Regions from separate parts of the Triticum aestivum genome. Here region 1 is linked to region 2. Evidence: chromatin contacts called from public Hi-C data. All regions are on one chromosome and are shown on one strand. The core of a region is the stretch at or near the end of the contact, and the rest is flanking DNA. Distances in the headings are between cores, read along the strand shown. Region 1 holds the start of LOC123103883 (endoribonuclease Dicer homolog 4). Region 2 holds the start of LOC123103882.

Region 1 (6,182 bases), core at 3,654-6,153, 350 kb before region 2:
CCTGAAAGATTCGGGGTGACTGGGCCACTTGGCGAAATTCCTCTCATCCTCCGGCTCCACTCTCAGATGCAACCGGTCGCTCCAGTTGAGGACCTGATCGTCGGACACCACCTTGTCACTGCCATACCCTTCCACCTGGTAGTCCTTGCCGTTGCCGTCCACCAGGTTGCTGCATTTCTGCCTCTCCTCCGCCGGCTGCCGGAAGAACTCCCTCGACACGCTCGTCATGGCGTCCATGAGAGAGTCCTCGATCCCATGGTTGGTGGCCTGGACAAGTGTTAAACAGTCTCAGCAAGAGTTCAGTAACTTCAGAAACTAGTTGATCCATGCATTATGGTGCACGCAGACGCTCGCTCACCAGGAAGAAGCCCCAGGTCTGCAGAGCCGCCCGGAGCCTCTCGGCCTCGTCGGCGTCCGTGAGCCGGCTAAGGTCGACGAGGGGGATGGGCTCCGGAAACTCGTCGGCGGCCAGCAGGTCGCCGTGACGGTCTTGCTCCGGCAGCACGTACTGCCGCGGCGGCTCCTCGGCGCCGGCCGCCGCCAGCTCCTGCACCGTCGGCCGCACCATCGGCGACGCAGCCATTTCTGTGCTTGGGTGAGACGCAGCCATCTTGAAGTTGAAGATGGAGGGGCCGGTATGTATAGCCTCGAGTGTGTGCCTCGATTTTCCTTTTCCAAATTTGTCTTAATCCTCCTCCAATCATTCTCTGGGCGACATCATGCATGACGCACTCGATGCGACTCTTCTTTGTCCGTCGCAATCGTATCATACTCCAGTCAAGATCGCGACTGAGCTATCTATCCAGTGCTCCGATGTGAGCTCAGCCGTTGGATCGTGATCCAGCGGGCAGCACACGCGATGTGGACCAATAGCACCAGTGGCCACTGGCCAGGCTGAGCTGAATTGATGGGGAAAGTATTGACAAAAACTGGACCATTGTCCAGATTCATAGTGGCTGACAAGTCAAATTTGAGAAAGTTTTTTTTTTGCGAAGTGACCGACAGTTTCCTGGCCCAATTCCAGTTGATTTCTGTTCATAATCAGGTTTTCTCATGATTTCAGCACAATAATCATTTAGTAATCTTCAAGCCTGAAGGGAGTGACCCGTTAATATCAAGTAAGTAAGAGGATTTTGACAATTGACAAGGAAAAATGTAACGCTGCAACAACGCTGCCATTCCAACAGATTAAAGTATTTGTATAATACTGCTACATGAAGTTTGAAGAGCACAAAGATAACACATGGAGTACAAGTCTCGGCATTCTACAGTGTTTTCAAGACTATCTTGTTCAGTTATTGTACTCAGGTCAGTTTATTTGTAGTAGGAAACACCAGCTCGGCGGCTCCTTGACGCCGGCCGACGCCAGGTCTTGCACCATCGGCGTCTCGTCGGACGCAGCCATTCTGTTATTTCTGTGCTTGGGTATGTGTTTGGTTACTACTGTTCACTTGAAGTTCAGAGGGGGAGGGGAGAGAGGGGATGGGGTTATACATAGCCTCGAGTCATTTTCTGGGCGGATCATGCATGATACACTCCACACGACTCTTCTTTGTCAGTCACAATCGTATCATCCTCCAGTGAAGATTGCATTGCGACTGAGCTAATAGCCATAGGTTTTCAGTTGTGTCATCCTTCAGTCAGACTGTGGGTGCTACCACTATCCTATCTTCAGTCAGTCAGATTGCATTGCGACTGAGTGCTACCACCATCCTATCTTGTACCACACGATCGAAAATAGCACTAGTGGCCACCGGCCAGGCTGAGCTGAATTGATGGGGAAAGTATTGACAAAAACTGGACCATTGTCCAGATTCAAAGTGGCTGACAAGTCAAATTTCAGAAAGAATATTTTTGACTGACAGTTTCCGGGCCCAATTCAAGTTGATTTCTGTTCATAATCAGGTTTTCTTATGACTTCAACACAATAATCATTTAATCTTCAAGCCTAAAGGGAGCGACCCGTTAATATTAGTAAAAAGAAAGGGACAATGGCAATTGACAAGGAAAAAAGTAACGCTGCAAAAACCGATAATATCAGTATACTACTGCTACATGAAGATTGAAGAGTACAAATATAGCGCATACAAGTCTCAGTATTCTAGAGTATTTGCAAGACTTTCTTGTTCAGCTGTTGTACTCAAGTCAGTATGTTTGTAGAAAACACCAGCAAGGCAATAACATTAATAGACATGGAAGTAAAAAGTGATATTTCAGATAGCTAAGGTGCAGAGTGCAGACTGCAGAGTATAAGACTACACCAGTTATCCATAATCCTTCACGGAATACAGAAACACCGAACCATGCATATCTTGCCCAGCAGTTGCTAGCCTTTGATATTTCAAATTATTTTGTAAGACTATGCTAGCGAAAAACTAACTAGACGTCGACAAAGGCCTCCCGATGAAATGCCTGAATTGCATCACCATCAGACTCACCGAGAATTATCTGGCAATTTGGTAGGGCTTTTTGGAGAGGCAATATTTTTGTTTCAAGAATATCGGATGTATCCAGATAATCCTTCTGGAGCCACTCTGGTCGATCACTCTTCGATGTAAATAGCAGCAGTTGGTTGAGACTAGTAGAGTTCCTCAACACAAATCTTAGTAGCCTCATCTCATTGTCACCCCCCTTGAAATTCGTCATCTTGAGCAACTTAAGGTTCTCAAGGCAACCCTCTACTGGCTCTTCCTCTGATTGCCCTCCATCAGATAGCTCTTCATCTGACCAGTCTTCCTCTGACTGATTTTCCTCCGACGCCTCTCCCTCTGGCAGCTCGTCTCGAAGCTCATCTTCCTCTTCTGATAGCTCTCCCTCTGGCAGCTCGTCTTGAAGCTCATCTTCCTCTTCTGATAGCTCTCCCTCTGGCAGCTCGTCTTGAAGCTCATCTTCCTCTTCTGATAGCTCTCCCTCTGGCAGCTTGTCTTGAAGCTCATCTTCCTCTTCTGCCAGCTCTCCCTCTAGTAGCTCCTCCTGAAGCTCATCTTCCTCTTCTGGTAGCTCTTCCTCTGGCCCATTTTCCTCAGGTGCCTCTTCTCCCCGCAGCTCCTCCACTGGCCCATTTTCCTCTAGTAGCTCTTCCTCTGATTCTGATGGTTCTGAGCCCAGTCTATAATAGTGACTATTTGTTGGAAGCTGCAACAGAGCATAGTAAGCATTAGGAAGAAGTAAAGCACAGCAAGAGAAAGTATACAATACAATGTGCGAATAATCGCGAGTGGACATGCGGCCACGCGCGTCTGGTATCCACACCGCATGTCCTCGCGTGATTCGTGCAGTTTGAATACGCGTGAGCCGTATAAGGATTTTAACCACTCGTATAACCACTCGGTGTTGCCGTGTATTTTGCACAGTAAATGGCATGCAAGGCAGGGGAGGGGCATTGAACCGAGCCCTCACGCATTAAACCAGCGAGCTGCCAACCCTCACGCATTAAACCAGCGAGCTGCCAACCCTCACGCATCCTTGACTTTCAGCATCTAGTCGTTGTAGCTCCAGAATTTGTATGGCCACGCAAAAATTTCACACTACCACTTTGTCACTTTACTTGTTTATGAAGATTACTAAACCTGAAATTGTACTATTGTGCGGAATGTTTTTTCCATGTACCATGCGGTATAATTTGTTTATTATAATAAGTGTTTTGGTATTTGTAGTATGAAGATTACCAAACAAAAAATCAGTTATTCCCAACTGAACTTATCATCTTAAAGTTACTAAAAACATTTTATACTATTTGTGGAGCTTCTTTTAGAAACAAAATGGAGATGTAGACTCTCTCTCTCTCTCTCTCTCTCTGTCTCTCGTTCCATGCATGAAAGGGGAAGTCTCCATTCTACCAATGGCTCAGTGTCTCACAGCAGTTCACCAGCTCCTCTAGCACCTCTAGCACACAGATATGGAAGATCTGAATGCAGCTGTATTGTGTTTCTTTAGCAAAATTCCTAATCTCGAGCTGCCATGTGTGAGAGTAAACCATTGAGAATGGGAGTAGTACTGACGATTTGGAGATGTTGTTCTGTCCGAGGATCCTAGCTAGGCTAGAGAAGTAATAAAAAAATATACTAATCCATTTTAAGTTGTAGTGCACTAATTAAGTTGCTCGTACTAAACATAATATGTCGCATGAAATATACCAGCTACCTCCCGTTTATCTTAATTGTTGCCAAATGTAATAGTTCGCACATAATGTATGATGGTTAGCTGCTTCTGTTACTGTTTTGTTTCCTTAAACGTCTCATAATGAATCAGCCACACGCTCACGAACACATCAGTACAGTTTACATGTGACGACCACGGGAAAGAGAGACGCATGAGACTGAGAGTGGTAGGTGGAAATGTGACAGAGTTGCCTGCGACACATTTGTTAGCACTAAAGTGTCCTGGCCCACTATAATGTATTCATTTTGGTATCTGTTGTATATCCATGATGTATATATCTCGTATTTATTAAATGCTATATTAATCACAGATCTTAAAGGCAAAACTAATGGTCCAGATATGATCCTCGCGTGGAACCATGTCCTAAAAATCCATGTCGTACAATGTGTATTAAATAAATGCATCCCTAATGGCCATAGTGCAATCTGTTTAGCAACCAAGGTCATCTTGCACTCTAGTATCTTCACCTGCACAAACAGCCTCTCTAAAAGAGGGGGGCAGCAGGCCACCATGAAAACGTAAATGTCATCCAGGCTGCTGTTGTACATTGCAAACATCAGCAGCTGCAGCTCTCTCAAATTCCTCAATTTGCACGACGCGGCACCACTTTTGGTTAGTGATCTCTCACGAGCCTTGGCAGACACTCTCTGCAAAGAAGTCTATGACCAATGAGTAGCTGAGTAATGCAATTAAATCGATGGAATGGAATGGAATGCAGTAAGCAACGAACCCGCAGGGCACTGCTGCAGAGGGTAAGCACGGTGAGGCTTGAGAGGTTGGTGAGTGCCTGAAGCCAATTTCTTGGCACCCCTGCAGGCCAAGCAAAATCGAAACAGAGTGGGGTGCCGAGAGGCCGGAGGCGACCGGCAGGTCCGCCGAAGCATAGGTAAAGGTCGGCGAGCGCGCAGGTGGCAGGGATTGTCAGGGCGCGGATGTAGGAGCCGCTGTAGCGGAAGGAGCGAAGGCTGGGCGCCTCCATGGTACAAATGTCTCTCACCCCTCCGCACTCCGCGACGGTGAGGCTCCTCAGGTGCGGCCCGGCGGCCTCGAGGTTGACGAAATCGAGGCCGTCGCAGTAGCGCAGGTCGAGGGTGCGGAGGAGGGGGCACGCGGCGACCAGGTTCTCGACGGTGTGGTCGGAGAGCGTGACGCCGTCGAGGTAGATGACCTCGAGGACGGAGAAGGTGTGGGAGCGGGCGCAGAAGGGCTTGGAGAGGCCGACGCGGATGCCGCCGACGGTGAGGCGCGTGAGGTGGGCGTCGCCCCGCGGGAGGCGGAGCTTGAAAATGAAGCCCAGGGCCCGGTGGGCGAAGTCCACGTGGAGGTCGGCGGCGTAGTCCAGGATCCGGTGGACGCCGTCGGGCTCGAGGTCCCCCTTGCCGATCTGGAACGTCAGGGAGAGCCGGTCGAGGCGCCGCCGGCCGCGCCGCTCCAGGGACTCGAGGATCGGCGCCGGGGGCGCGTGGGTCTTGAGTCGGAGGTCGAGCGATGAGGGCGCCGGCCAGCGGTGCGCCCAGAGCGCGCGCCACCCGGTGGAGAGCGCGCCCGTGCGAACGGCGGATTTGAACGGGAGGAGGCCGAGGATGTGCAGCCGCAGCGCCTCCGGCAGCGACGAAATACGGTCCTCCGCCGCCGCCCCCGCGCCTGGATGCGCTCGCTCCCCTCCCTCGCCCGTCCGCCGCCTCTTCGAGCCGCCACCGGAGTCCAACTCCGTCGCCATTCCCTCCCGTCGCCGATCAGCCACCACCCCAGTGCTTTTGCTTCCTGTGACGGGCCGCTCGGCATTAACACTTAACACTAGTCTCATGGGCTGTTATTGTTGGGCCAGGTTTACCCAGTTCCACTGGCCCAGAACTCGGAATCTTTCGGCTGCGGGCCTGTGGGGGACAGAGCGCTTTGCCTTTTCGTCAGCCTTTTGCCATTCCCTCAAAAAAAAAAGTTAGCCTTTCCATTATTCGATCTTTTTTCCTTTTGCCCTTGTCTTCTTCCTCGCCGCTCGTCCCCTTAAACCCTCCCATGGC
Region 2 (6,028 bases), core at 2,903-5,402:
CAAGGATCAATTGTTGTGTCTAGAGGTGCCCCCTGCCCCCGTATATAAAGGAGCAAGGGGGAGGGGCAGGCGGCCAGGAGGAGGCGCGCCAGGGAGGAGTCCTACTCCTACCGGGAGTAGGACTCCCTCCTTTCCTTGTCCAACTAGGAGAGGGGGAAGGAAGGGAGAGAGGAGAGAAAGGAAAGGGGGGGCGCCGCCCCTCCCTCCTTGTCCAATTCGGACTAGAGGGGGAGGGGGCGCGCAGCCTGCCCTGGCCGCCCCTCCTCTGCTCCACTTTGGGCCCATGAGGCCCATTAACCCCCGGGGGGGTTCCGGTAACCCCCGGTACTCTGTTTTATATCCGATAACTCCCGGAACCATTCCTGTGTCCGAATATAGTCGTCCAATATATCAATCTTTATGTCTCGACTATTTAGAGACTCCTCGTTATGTCCGTGATCACATCCGGGACTCCGAACAACCTTCGATACATCAAAATATATAAACTCATAATGAAACTGTCATCGTAACGTTAAGCGTGCGGACCCTACGGGTTCAAGAACAATGTAGACATGACCGAGACATGTCTCCGGTAAATAACTAATAGCGGAACCTGGATGCTCATATTGGCTCCTACATATTCTATGAAGATCTTTTATCCGTCAGACCGCATAACAACATACGTTGTTCCCTTTGTCATCGGTATGTTACTTGCCTGAGATTTGATCGTCGGTATCTCAATACCTAGTTCAATCTCGTTACCGGCAAGTCTCTTTACTCGTTTCGTAATACATCATCCCGCAACTATCTTATTAGTTGCAATGCTTGCAAGGCTTATGTGATGTGCATTACCGAGAGGGCCCAGAGATACATCTTCGACAATCGGAGTGACAAATCCTAATCTCGAAATACGCCAACCCAACAAGTACCTTCGGAGACACCTATAGAGCACCTTTATAATCACCCAGTTACGTTGTGACGTTTGGTAGCACACAAAGTGTTCCTCCGGTAAACGGGAGTTGCATAATCTCATAGTCATAGGAACATGTATAAGTCATGAAGAAAGCAATAGCAACAAACTAAACGATCAAGTGCTAAGCTAACGAAATGGGTCATGTCAATCACATCATTCTCCTAATGATGTGATCCCGTTAATCAAATGATAACTCATGTCTATGGTTAGGAAACATAACCATCTTTGATCAACGAGCTAGTCAAGTAGAGGCATACTAGTGACACTATGTTTGTCTATGTATTCACACATGTATTATGTTTCCGGTTAATACAATTCTAGCATGAATAATAAACATTTATCATGATATAAGGAAATAAATAATAACTTTATTATTGCCTCTAGGGTATATTTCCTTCATGGATATCTCTCAAGAGTTTACTTATATCTAGAGATCCACTTCAAGAGTTTCCTTCTTATCTTGCTATGCGTGGAGATTATATTCAAAGAGTTTCACATTCTTGTTTTCCTTGCTGATAAGGATTTTCACTTTCTCAATGTACTCATTACATTACCAAGGGGAGGCCAAGTGATCACAGAATATTTTAAAGGCCTCTTCACATATTGTAGCAATATCATCCTCACTACCGTCATCCTTTGACATTAACATCACACGATATGTTTGGAGGCATAGGAGATGAGTGAGTGAAGGCTAGAGTATTAAATAAAGGATGTACCTTCGACTGTCTCGCTATTATGCATATATTGTTGGCGTCGATTCGATGGACTAGTCAAAGTTGAAGAGGGAGGTGGGCTCAGAAGAAGAGTAGTCAAACGTCTATCCTATCACATGCTCTGCTTCTTCAGTATTAGTTGTGAGAGTTGTACTCCTAGACCAATGAAAGTCTTTGACCCCCCCCCCCTTCTTGTATAGTTCCCATCCTTTAGTAAGGGCGCAGAGCCCATGTGTGAACAGTGAAATTGCTTTAAACAATAAAAAAATATGGTGCAAGATGCTCGTGTGCGTGATGCCCATGCAAGAAGGTCATAGCAAAAAAGACAAATTTCGGGTATCTGAAAAACTTTTGAAAACATCACTGTTCACGCTTGATTTTGTATTTTTACCATGAGCTCCTCAAATGTCCAAACACCCCCAAACTTTGCACGAGGATCGTGCATTTGAGCATCTTCCACCACCAAAGAAATTGTTTTTTTAATTATGTACTGTTCACCGGGTGTAGATGAGCCCGGACACTGAATTTAATTTCCGTTCTTCTTGTAAGTCTTCTGTCCTTGTTCATTGCCAATGATCAAAATGGATCATCAATCATATTAGCGGTTCGAGATATCGAGATATAGAAGTTCTTTCGGTTTCAAGAAATGAGAGAATCTTATGTCATGTTTACATGTTGTGTGCATATCTTGTCGGGTTGATTTGCGATAAGCCGTTACTCTGCAGGATTATAATGGGCACTTCAGCCCTAGTCATGTGCAAAAATAATACCCACCTCATGTCCAGTTGACAAACAAGCTCCTCACAACTGTATGTAAGTTGACACAACTCTATTCAACTTGATAGATGGAACACAAACTTAACTTTCGAGGCTCAACCCTATCCGCCCATTGAATAATTCCATTGACATCCATGTACGATGGTGATGTGAACACGAGACACGAATTCATTCATTATCAAAATGAACATAATAATTTAAATTTTCTCTTGTTGGAAAAAACATAAAACGAGCATGAGAGGATGAGAACACTCCTCACCATCCAAGCCCGGTCCAAACCAGAGTAGTGCTAGGGTGGCTAGGAGCTTCTTGTGAGTAGTGAATTGGTAAGTTTGATGAGATCACCCTTCACTAGATTGTAGCCATTGTCAATATGTTCGAAATCCTCAGTGTTTTGAGCATGAGCAAGGCCACCCTCTTATTTTGAAACCATTAGCCACCACTAGCTCTCTCAAGAGTTTATCTATATCCAGAGATCCACTTCAAGAGTTTCATTGTTATTTTGCTATGCGTGGAGATTATATTCAAGGAGTTTCGCATTCTTGTTTTCCTTGATGATAAGTTCTTCCGCTTTCTCATTGTACTCGTTACATTACCGAAGGGAAGCCAAGAGATCACATAATCTTTTAAAGACCTTGCCGCGTGTAGTAGCAATACCATCCTCGCGCCATCCTTCGACACTGACATCCCACAATATGTTTGGAGGCATAGGAGATGAATGAGTGAAGCCTAGGGGGTTAAATGAAGGATGTCCCTTCTGTCTCTAGGCATGAGGCATCTATGGTCAGCGCTCTTTCATTGGAATAGTCAAACTCAAAGAGGGTTGTGGGCTCAGACGAAGAGTAGTCAAACGTCTATCGTGCCACATGCCCTACTTCTTGAGTATTATAATCGTGAGAGGTGTACTCTTGGCCAATGAAAATCTTTGCTTTCCTATTCTTGTATACTTCCTCCATCCAAAATTAGTTGACGCTCAAATGGATGTATCCGTCAGTTGACGCTCAAAGGATGTAATTCCGAATGGAGGAAGTAGTTCCCATCTTTTAAGAAGGGCTTCTTCTTGTGCGTCTTCTTCTCCTTATTCTCATTGCCAACGGTTAAAATGGATCATCACTCAAAATAGCGGTTTGATATATAGAAGTTCTTTCGGTTTCAAGAAATGAGAGAATCTCATGTCATGTTTACATATTGTATGCATATTTTTATCCGTTTGATTTCCTATAGTACGTTACCCAGCCCTAGTCATGTGCAAAAGTAATACCCTTCTTATGTCCAGTTGACAAACAAGCTCCTCGCAACTCTATTTAAGTTGACACAACTGTATTTATCCTGATAGACGGAACACAAACTTAACTTACGAGGCCCAACCGTATCCGCCCGTTGAATAATGCCATTGGCATTCATGTACGACAGTGATATGAACACCATACACAAATTCATTCGTATCAAAGATGAAGATAATAATTTAAATTTTCTCTTGTTGGAAAAAACATAAAACGAGCACGAGAGGATGAGAGCCCTCCTCAGCCCGGTCCAAACCAGAGTAGTCGCAGCATACTGGCAACTGGCACGGTCGCGCGGCCCCACACCCAGCTGGGTCCAACGTGTCCGGGTCCCACCAGCCGGAGTCCCGTCACCGCGCCGTAACCCCACCGCGGCAGAGTTATATTTACCTCCCGCCTCGCGGCCTAGCCGGTCCAGTCCAACCCCCAGTCTGGCAGTCTCCCCTCCCTCTCCCAAATCGAAGCGAGAAATTCCCCAAAAAGCTACCCCATTTCCGTCCCCCAGCCGAGGCACCGGCGCCGCAGCCGTGCCCGCGCCCGCGCGATGCCGAACGCGATCCCGGCCTTCTTCCGCGCCTCGCCGGCCGCGGCGTCGGGCTCCGGCGCCGGGGCGGGGCCCAGCCTCGCCACCTCCGTCTACGAGACCCGCCTCGGCCTGGCGGCGCTCTCCTGGTCGCGCGCCGCGTTCGGCCTCAGCCTCCGGGCCGTGCTCCGCGTCGGGGCGCTCGCCTCCTCCTCCTCGGCCTCCGACTACGGCTGCTACGACGACGGCCCGGAGTTCGACGAGGAGGCCACCATCGCGGTGCGCGTCCGCCCCTGGCTCTTCTGGCGGCGCCGCGGGTCCAAGCGCTTCCATGTGCACGACCGCCGGATCGACCTCGCCTGGGACCTCACCCGCGCGCGGTTCGCCTCCCCCGGCTCGCCCGAGCCGTCGTCCGGCTACTTCGTCGCCGTCGTGGTCGACGGCGAGATGGCGGTCGTGGCCGGGGACATGGCGGAGGAGGCGTACCGGAAGACCAAGGCCCAGCGGCCGACGGGCCCCGGCCACGTCCTCGTCTCCCGGCGCGAGCACGTGTCCATGCGCGACGGGGGCCATGGCCGCGGGCACAAGACCTGCGTCAAAGTCCGCGGCAAGGAGCGGGAGATCTCGCTGGATCTCGTCTCGCGCGGGCACGGCAAGGACAGGGAAATGGACAAGGAGAAGGACAAGGCGGAGGTCGGCCTGTCGGTCTCCGTGGACGGCGAGCGCGTGCTCCACATCCGCCGCCTGCGCTGGAAGTTCCGCGGCAGCGAGAAGGTTGACCTCGGCGGCGGCGACCGGGTCCAGGTCTCCTGGGACCTCCACAACTGGCTCTTCTCCGCGCGCGAGCCGGCCCTCACAGACGCCGCCTCCGTCCTCGCCGCGGCGTCCCCGCCCGCGCACGCCGTGTTCGTCTTCCGATTTGAGCTGGGCGACACCGCCGCCGGCGAAGAGCGCGACACCGCAGAGGCCAAGGAGAAGGAGCTGCTCGACAAGGCCAGGAGAGGCGGCGCCGGCGTCTTGTCAGGCTACCTAGGGAGATGGGGCAGAGGGGACTGGAGCGAGACCAGCAGCAATGGGGAGAACCGGAGGAAGAGGGGGCAGGCGCGGAGGCTGGCCAAGGCAAGCTCGTCGTCGTCAGCATCCATCGCATCCTCCTCGGCCTCGTGGGCGAGCAGCTCGACGGTCATGGACTGGGCCAGCCCCGAGGAGGCCGAGCTGCACCGCGGCGACGGCTTCTCGCTCCTCGTCTACGCCTGGAAGAGCTAGTAATGGCTGCCACGACGGCTCCGGCGGAAGCGGCCGGCCGGCCGGCATTGTTACATTTGATGATTGGTTCTTCATTCAGCGGGAGCTTCCCTCCCGATTGTTGTAAGTTGCAGCTGTCCTCCGAGCAATGTTCGTGTGCAGTTTTGCGTGCTCGGCTGACCAAAAATTGTTCATTACATCAATAGCCAAGGATTTTCAACAGCTAGACGAACCATATTACGACCTGTGTTCTGTCAAATTCAAAATTTAGGTGGCATATTGCTGGATTGGATTCTGTTAATCATTTCTCCGGCCGGTTGGTCGATTAGGTATGCCACTGCGGACTTTGAAAACGATCTTCTTAATCCAACGATGATTAGAACGACCAAGTAGTGGTTACATGTCTTCACTCGGAATAATTTGCCGCTACGCTTAGGGGCTCCCGTTCCATGTCTCCCGTGCCACCACTAGCTGAAAAGGGATACAGAGAGGGAGCATATGGTCGGCTGTTATCAGAAGCCAACAAATTCGATCC

What was found. Hi-C and Micro-C count contacts between places; a contact is called where the count stands out from the background.
Region 1: a Hi-C map of leaf shows a contact between it and region 2, with 9 times the contacts expected there. The contact joins the promoter of LOC123103883 here to the promoter of LOC123103882 in region 2. A contact is called at or near these places in 4 of 5 Hi-C or Micro-C datasets (leaf and an unstated tissue) and 1 of 1 datasets of contacts at active chromatin or transcription factors (leaf).

What each region holds. Positions count from the first base shown.
Region 1 is chr5A:442,454,725-442,460,906 of IWGSC CS RefSeq v2.1, reverse strand. LOC123103883 (endoribonuclease Dicer homolog 4) reads left to right here and starts at 4,903. Exons shown (of 6, transcript XM_044525579.1): 1 at 4,903-5,047. It also overlaps the pseudogene LOC123103885.
Region 2 is chr5A:442,108,303-442,114,330 of IWGSC CS RefSeq v2.1, reverse strand. It overlaps LOC123103882, which reads left to right and starts at 4,152. Exons shown (of 1, transcript XM_044525575.1): 1 at 4,152-5,778. The coding sequence starts at 4,270. The coding sequence ends at 5,514.